Regions from separate parts of the Mus musculus genome. Here region 2 is linked to region 1. The links are chromatin contacts, called in public promoter capture Hi-C maps. All regions are on one chromosome and are shown on one strand. Each heading gives the region's core, a stretch centred on a gene start, on an enhancer-like site or on the middle of the called end of the contact. The rest is flanking DNA. Distances are from core to core; before and after follow the strand shown. Region 1 holds the start of Serbp1 (serpine1 mRNA binding protein 1). Region 2 holds the start of Tmem150a (transmembrane protein 150A).

Region 1 (3,560 bases), core at 9-2,508:
CAGTCTCATAGTGCAGCTAGAAGATTGCCACTAGCACTTAAGTGTGACCTTAGTAAGTTTTATCAATTCTGACAGTTTCATCCCTGTGAGAAAGGGATAGTTATTTATCTAAAAGGATGTGAGGATGAAACATTCGTAGCACCTGCTGCCTGAGGTATGTTTTCTATTACATAATGTATCAATGGAAAAGATTTAAAATTATAGTGTGTATTGGCACTGGATTGTCTTAGTGGGATTTAAGGTTCCCAACTAATGTCAGAGTTAGCATATAATTACGAAATTAGTTTCCTCCCTTCACACATAATACCCAATGTACTATAAAACATTTCCTCTTGAGCACATTTGGGGAGCTGGAGACAGGGTTTTTTCTTATGAAATCCCTGCGGTCCTGGAACTTGCTCTGTAGACCTGGTTAGCCTTGAACTCTGCCTCCTAAGTGTTCAGATTAAAGGCATGCGCCACCACCCCAGGCTCTGGAGCACATTTTACTAACACCGCTGACCAGATACCGACAGATCAATTTATCGCGTTGATTCTAGAAAGCGTTTCCACAAACACTGTTTTAGAGGATGGCCGAGCGTGCAGTTGTGCAGTCAGGACTTAACAGCTCTTAAAGCATGGTTGCAATGACCGGAAAAGGCGCGCAACCCAATTAGTTCAACTCCTCTTTTGGATTCCTTCTGCCACGCAGATTCAACCCTGGAACTCCGTTCCACATTAAACCGAATTGCCTTGATTCGTTACGAAGGGTGGAGGGACAGCTCTAGAAATCCAACAGTCAGGGACGAGCAGCCGTGCGGTCGCAACCTACCGGAGGCTACTGTGGCACCCCCCACCCCCCGGAAGTTTTTGAGGCTCCAGTTACTAGGTCTGGGAGTCACCTTGACCCTCCCAGAAAGGTGGGGAAAGTCCTGGCCGGAGACAGAATGAGTGAAACCAAAGACAGAGAACACTTTCGTGAGCAGAAGACGCCCTCACGTTTTCCTGTTCTCAGAGGTATCTAAAGACCGAGAGTTTAAGGGTGACAAGAGCAGGTGGCAGAACTCCGCCCCGTACTCGCTTCCCCACCTTCAGCGAGCACGCTGCACACTTTCCTTGAGATCCCGCCTCTCAGGCGCGCGCGAAGAGTTGCTGCGCAGTGCACGCTGGGAGTTGAAGTTCAGGAGTAGACAGCCATCCCGGGCTAATCAGTTGTGGCCTACAGGCCCCATGGTGCCGTGCGGCGCAGGCCGCTCCCGGATGTGTGCTTGGCGCCGGAAGAGAAGGCGGCCCCCCTCTCTCGGCCCGGCCATCTTGTGGGAAGAGCTGAAGCAGGCGCTTTTGGCTCGGCGCGGTCCGCTGCAATCCGTGGAGGAACGCGCCGCCGAGCCACCATCATGCCTGGGCACCTACAGGAAGGCTTCGGCTGCGTGGTCACCAACCGATTCGACCAGCTATTTGACGACGAATCGGACCCTTTCGAGGTACTGAAGGCAGCAGAGAACAAGAAAAAAGAAGCCGGCGGGGGCGGCGTTGGGGGCCCCGGGGCCAAGAGCGCGGCTCAGGCCGCGGCCCAGACCAACTCCAACGCGGCGGGCAAACAGTTGCGTAAAGAGTCCCAGAAAGACCGCAAGAACCCGCTGCCCCCCAGCGTCGGCGTGGCCGACAAAAAGGAGGAGACGCAGCCGCCGGTGGCGCTTAAGAAAGAAGGTAAAGCCGGGCGAGGCGGTGGGGAGCCCGGGCTGGCGGGCAGGACGGGGGCGTGCGCCGCCGCTTGCTCGTGCAGGCGGCGGGGCCGCAGAGCCCTCGGAGCCCCTTCACGGTGCGGGGAACGTGGCTGGTCCCAAGTCCACGCCGCTCTCTCGGTCGCTTGCTCGCTCGCAGGCTCGGCGGGAGCCTTCCTTCCCGCCTCGGGCGGACGGAGCGTGCTCCGAGAGGGCGGCCCGGGCGTTCCCGCCGATTCCTGCCGGGCGCTAGCCTCCTGGCTCTAGGCGCTCGGGAAGCAGCGCGGGCATTGCTTCCTGCCCGGCGGGCTCCTGGCTGCCGCTGCCTGCTGTGGGCTCCTGCCCTGCCATCTTGTCCCACAATGGCGCGGACCCTCAAGGAAAGGCCCGGGCTCAGAGTTTCCACTTGGGCTGCGTCTCCGTTTGGGGGTCCCTGTTAGAGTGGAGGGAGGGAGGAGTTGCTGTTTGGGTCCCACGTGTGTGTTTTGTGTTGTGCCCTTTCGCTCTTACGTTAGAAGAAGTTCCTGTAACTTACTGGCGAGAACTAAAGTGTTGGAGAGGAGAAGAATTTAGCCCCACTCATTTTAGAGGGAGTTCCGAATAAAAAACTGGTCATTAGTGGAACCCATCTCATGTCTCCATCTCTTCTTCCAACTAACTCCCTGGAGCCCCCAGGTCATAGGGCTTTGCTTGTTCTGGGCCTCGTGGGCGAAATGAGTGCCCAGCCTGTCATGTCCCGGCAGCAGAACTCAGGCTGCAGCTTTTCCTCCGCACGTGCGTAAAGCGTGGTCGGGTCTTCATTGGCGGCTAATGGTCTCTTCAAGGGCACTAGAAGTTTCATAGTTGTTTTGATTTTAGCATTCTTCTCCATTACTGGCTTATTGTGGATGAAAAGGCAAAGCAATTAGGGGCTAAAAAAGTGAAAAATCAATAGCGAGTACATATAGAATAACCTGTGAATCTTTAAAATTGGTATTATGTTAAAGTGCCTCTCAATGCCACGTGCTCATGAAAGGAATTGTTTCTCATTAGATTGTGTTAGGTTTGAAGTTTTTTGGGGGTGGTGGTGTCTTTCAATGAAGGCTTAGAGTAAAACATCCAGTTCCTAGTAGATTTATAAAAGGGAAGAGTTCTATTAATATATTTGGAAGCATAGTCTGGAGTGTTAGAAAACATCACTTGGGCAGAAGTACTGAGCGGATTAAGCTTCTTGACATTACATAGTTGAATAAGACATTTAATTTCTGTGTTAGGGACACTAGATAGTGTTATTTAAACTACTAAAATTTACCTCCTTTATGACTGTAATTCACAGAAGTACATGAATAAGTTGAGTAAATAAAACACATCACATAGATGAACTCAAAAAATGGTCAAAACATGAAGCATGATTTTAAATTATTCAATTTTCATCACAAAGCCAATTTATGATCTTGCCTGTAAACTAGCATAAGTCATCAATGGAGGACATTTTTATTTATAGCCAGGATTACGTTTGTCATTTACTTCAGAAAACTTTTTCACAATAGTAGTCAACCTTTTTTTTAGTTACGTCCAAGTCTTCCATGGGTTGTACTGGGTATTGAACTTAGAACCTTGTCCTTGCTGGGGAAAATTTTGCATTACACATCTCAAACCCTTAGATCACTCTTTAAAACCAGAGTTGATTTTAAATAAGGTTATATATACATATGGGGAAATTTTGAATAAAACTTCCAGTTAGTGCTGTGTGGTGGTGGTTGGTAGACTTGTAAACAAAGTACCTATCTGTAAGAGTGGAAACAATTGTTAACCTATGGTGTGTCCTGTGTCTCGGGAACACAATGCTGGAATGTAATGTTTTTCTACATAAATTTT
Region 2 (3,495 bases), core at 208-2,707, 5.1 Mb after region 1:
TTATATAATAGGACACTAATCCCCCTGCACCCCAAGATAGCTTTCAATGATGGTTCACAGCCTCACATAAAAGAGAAAAAGGTACCTGGTTAGTTGTAATGTAGTGGGACAGGAAGATGTTCTGTTACTGAGAGAGTCACCTTTGTCCCAAAGGTCAGAAGCTGGCCTGGATTTTATACCCACCTCCACCCCTGTCAATTCAGCCAGCTAGTCTTGTCCAGTGATCATTGCACAGCCATATTTCTTGGCCCTGTTTTCACTAAAGTTCTGATGGTAGGCGAGAAAAGGCCATTAGTAGTTTCTGTACCATTCCTGCCCTCCATTTGGATCCCCCAAAAGGTTTCTCCTCTTAAAGGTCCAGTTCACCACTTGTTTGGCTCTGTTTTGTTTCAGCACAGGACTTTGTGCAGCTAGCCCTGGTTTCACTAGGGGTGGCTATCTCCCACTCTTACCAGCCTGGGATCATATCCCCTTGGGATAATGATTCGCTGTCTCATGGGGGTCCCACTGCTTATAGGGAGAACCAGGAACAATTGTCCTATGTAAGCAGAAGTAGCCATGCCCTTTCCATCAAGAAAAGAATATCCAGGGAGCACACTCTTTCCATTAAGGAGAGACTAATAAATAACTTATCCCCACATAGTCCTGTTTTCTCTTCCTAGATTCCACTTGAGTCCCTCACCTTCCCTCTGCTAATGAACACCTGGCTGCTTTAATCTTTATCCGCCCTACACAGGCACCTGCATGTATTTAGAATGGATATCCTTTAGGACCCTATACCATATTTTAAGTAAGTGTTGTTGAGTCAGGAAACATCTTGGACACCGTGACTTATGGCCAGTTCTCGTGTGTCCCCAAAATAAAATCAAAGCCAGCCCTTTCCAGAGTTTGCTAAAAGGGACGGGCCGGAGGGTACAGAGTTGGGTAGCAGAACCCAGCCAGCTTTGGGTTTCCCAAGCCAAGCCTAGGCTCGGTGCTTGGCTTCTCACCCACCAGCCTCATGCCTGTTCAGACAGTGGCAGGCTTGGGGCGCCACACTGAGAGAGTTGAAGGAGCTTCCCCCAAAGTCATATAGTCCACTGAGACAGTGGAAAGCTTCTTCAAGCCACGTGCACGATGACAGCCACAGGCGACATGCACAGGCAGAGCTGCCGGGCTAGCCCGCCCGCACTCCCTCCGCAGGAATGACAACTGCCCTCTAGATCTTAAGTGTCAGAGGTGTCCGGGTCATAGCCTCGGGCGCCCAGGTCCCTTAGACTTGGGGCACCGCCCATGTTTCCCCCGTGACATTGCCGCGGGGGCTCGGGAGTTGTAGTCTCGGGCGGGGCTCTGGCACCCGGGCCCGGGCTGCGCGGACTCCACGTCCCGGCGGGCGGCGCGGCGGGCCTGGGGCCGCCAGGGGCGGGGCCGTTCGGCCCTTTAAACCTTTCAGGGCTGCTCCGAGGGCCGCAGCTGGAGACGCGGCCACGAGGGGGCCGAGCAGGGAGAGGCGGCAGCGGCGGCGGGGAGCTCCGGGGAGGTGCGTACCGGATTCCTTTTCTCCCGCGGCCTCCGAGGGATCGCCTTGGGGAGCAGGGCTCTGGAGGGAGGGGGTATTGTCGCTGGCTGCACACTCCTACCTAAATTGGGGTCCCCGTACCCACGCGAACTGGACCCGGTCAAGCTTCCCTCGAGAACCCGCCCCTTTGCCGGGGCGCGGTGGTCAGGTGGTTTGCCCGCCCGGCAACGACTCAGAGCCGCTCTCTCGGCCCGGCGCACCCTCCCAGGCTTTCCTTGGCATGATCCCCTTGATTGTCCTAGCTCCAGCCTTCACCAAGCCGACGTCCCTCAGGCCGGGGAGCGTGGCTCTCTTTCCAGATGTTACAGCCCTGCCCGAGTCTCTCAGCGCGCCCGTGGCATTTGGGTAGACCGCGGAGGCCCCAGATGGATAAGCCAGAGGGTGCCACGTTCCTGCCGGGGCTCATCCCAAAGTCTGGACAATCAAACGCCCAAGGAGAGCTCTGGATGAAGTGTTGCCCACCATCCCCATCCCCCTCCCAACCCCCCCCCCCCGCCCGCCCTGGTCAGTCACCAGACCCTGGACCTTGATCTCTCTCCCCAACCAGGCCAGGGCAGCTGATGATTGTGACCGAAATATCTCAAAGTAGCTGGGCCTGCCCCCTTTTCCCCACCTACCTGTTGTCCTTACCCCCAAACTACCACCACCCTGGCTCCACTCCCTCATGACCGCCTGGATCCTCCTTCCTGTCAGCCTGTCAGCCTTCTCCATCACCGGCATATGGACTGTGTGAGTAAGAGGGGTGTGGAGGGGGGGGTCTAATAGAAACTTGATGGCACACACACAAAGTCCCTTGTCCCGTTTGCAGGCTCCAGAATGGTACCCAGGGTCACTCTTTCTGTCTCCAAAGCTTGGCCTGATTCCTGGGCACACAGCCTCTTGGGACAAGCTGGCACCACTGCGGTCCAGCAGGACAGCTCTGACATACACTTGTAGACAGGGCAACTTCCAGAGGCTCTCTAGTGGAGGCAATTGTGCAGGGTCTGCTCCAGCATCAGTAACTACCTCCCTCTTCACCCCACCAAATAAATTCCCAGCCAGGGCATTGAGGCTGAATGAGGTCAAAAGTCAAAGAGCCAGGAGGTGGTGGTGGGGTCTGAAGAGCCATGAGGACAGGGTGACAGTTGTGCTCCCACAGGTATGCCATGGCCGTGATGAACCGCCACGTGTGCCCAGTGGAGAACTGGTATGGAGCACTCTACAGATGGCCTCACTCTAAAGCTCCCTTCATCTCTGTCCCTCCTTGAGCTCACAAGCTACACGGAGACCATAGGCTGTTCTCTGACATTGGTCTCCAGGCATGACATCCTGTTCATCTGCCCACTTCCCACCATCCCCTCATCTTCTTTGCTTCTGCTTCAGGAAGGTCCTGGGGATGTCTGAAAGATTTCCTCTTTGGAAAAAAAAAAGTTCTAAGATGCTCCTTCCCCCAATCTCCCCCCCCACCCCCGTGTCCCACCTGCCAGGTCCTACAATGAATCCTGCTCTCCTGACCCTGCTGAACAAGGGGGCCCTAAGAGCTGCTGCACCCTGGATGATGTTCCTCTCATCAGGTAGGTCCCTCCAGACTGTCAGAAATCCCCTCGGAGCTGTCTCTGGATCTTAAGAAGAAACATTAATATAATGTCAATTAATACTGCCAGGCCAGGCTTAGTGCCAAAGCTATAATCCTAGCTCTTGGAAAGCAGTAGGAAGATGAGCTCAAGGCCTGCCTGTGCTATATGAAACCCTGTCTGGAGAGGAGAAAAGTGGGAGCCTGGGCATCGGGCATGTGGTTCAGTTGGCAGAATGCCTGCCTAGCGTGCACATAAAAGCCCAGCACCACATAAAACTAGGTGTGGTAGCACATGCCTGCAATCCCAGCAAGAGCATCAGACATTCAAGATCACCCCCCAGCTAGTTTTTGGCCAGCCTGAGCAATGTAAGGCTGTTTCAAA

The links. Promoter capture Hi-C pulls out the DNA fragments that hold promoters and counts their contacts.
Region 2: a promoter capture Hi-C map of pre-B cells shows a contact between it and region 1. The contact joins the promoter of Tmem150a here to the promoter of Serbp1 in region 1.

Annotation. Positions count from the first base shown.
Region 1 is chr6:67,265,721-67,269,280 of GRCm38.p6, forward strand. It overlaps Serbp1 (serpine1 mRNA binding protein 1), which reads left to right and starts at 1,259. Exons shown (of 8, transcript NM_001113565.1): 1 at 1,259-1,689. The coding sequence starts at 1,377.
Region 2 is chr6:72,354,026-72,357,520 of GRCm38.p6, forward strand. Tmem150a (transmembrane protein 150A) reads left to right here and starts at 1,458. Exons shown (of 8, transcript NM_144916.3): 1 at 1,458-1,519; 2 at 2,106-2,287; 3 at 2,697-2,744; 4 at 3,025-3,111. The coding sequence starts at 2,223.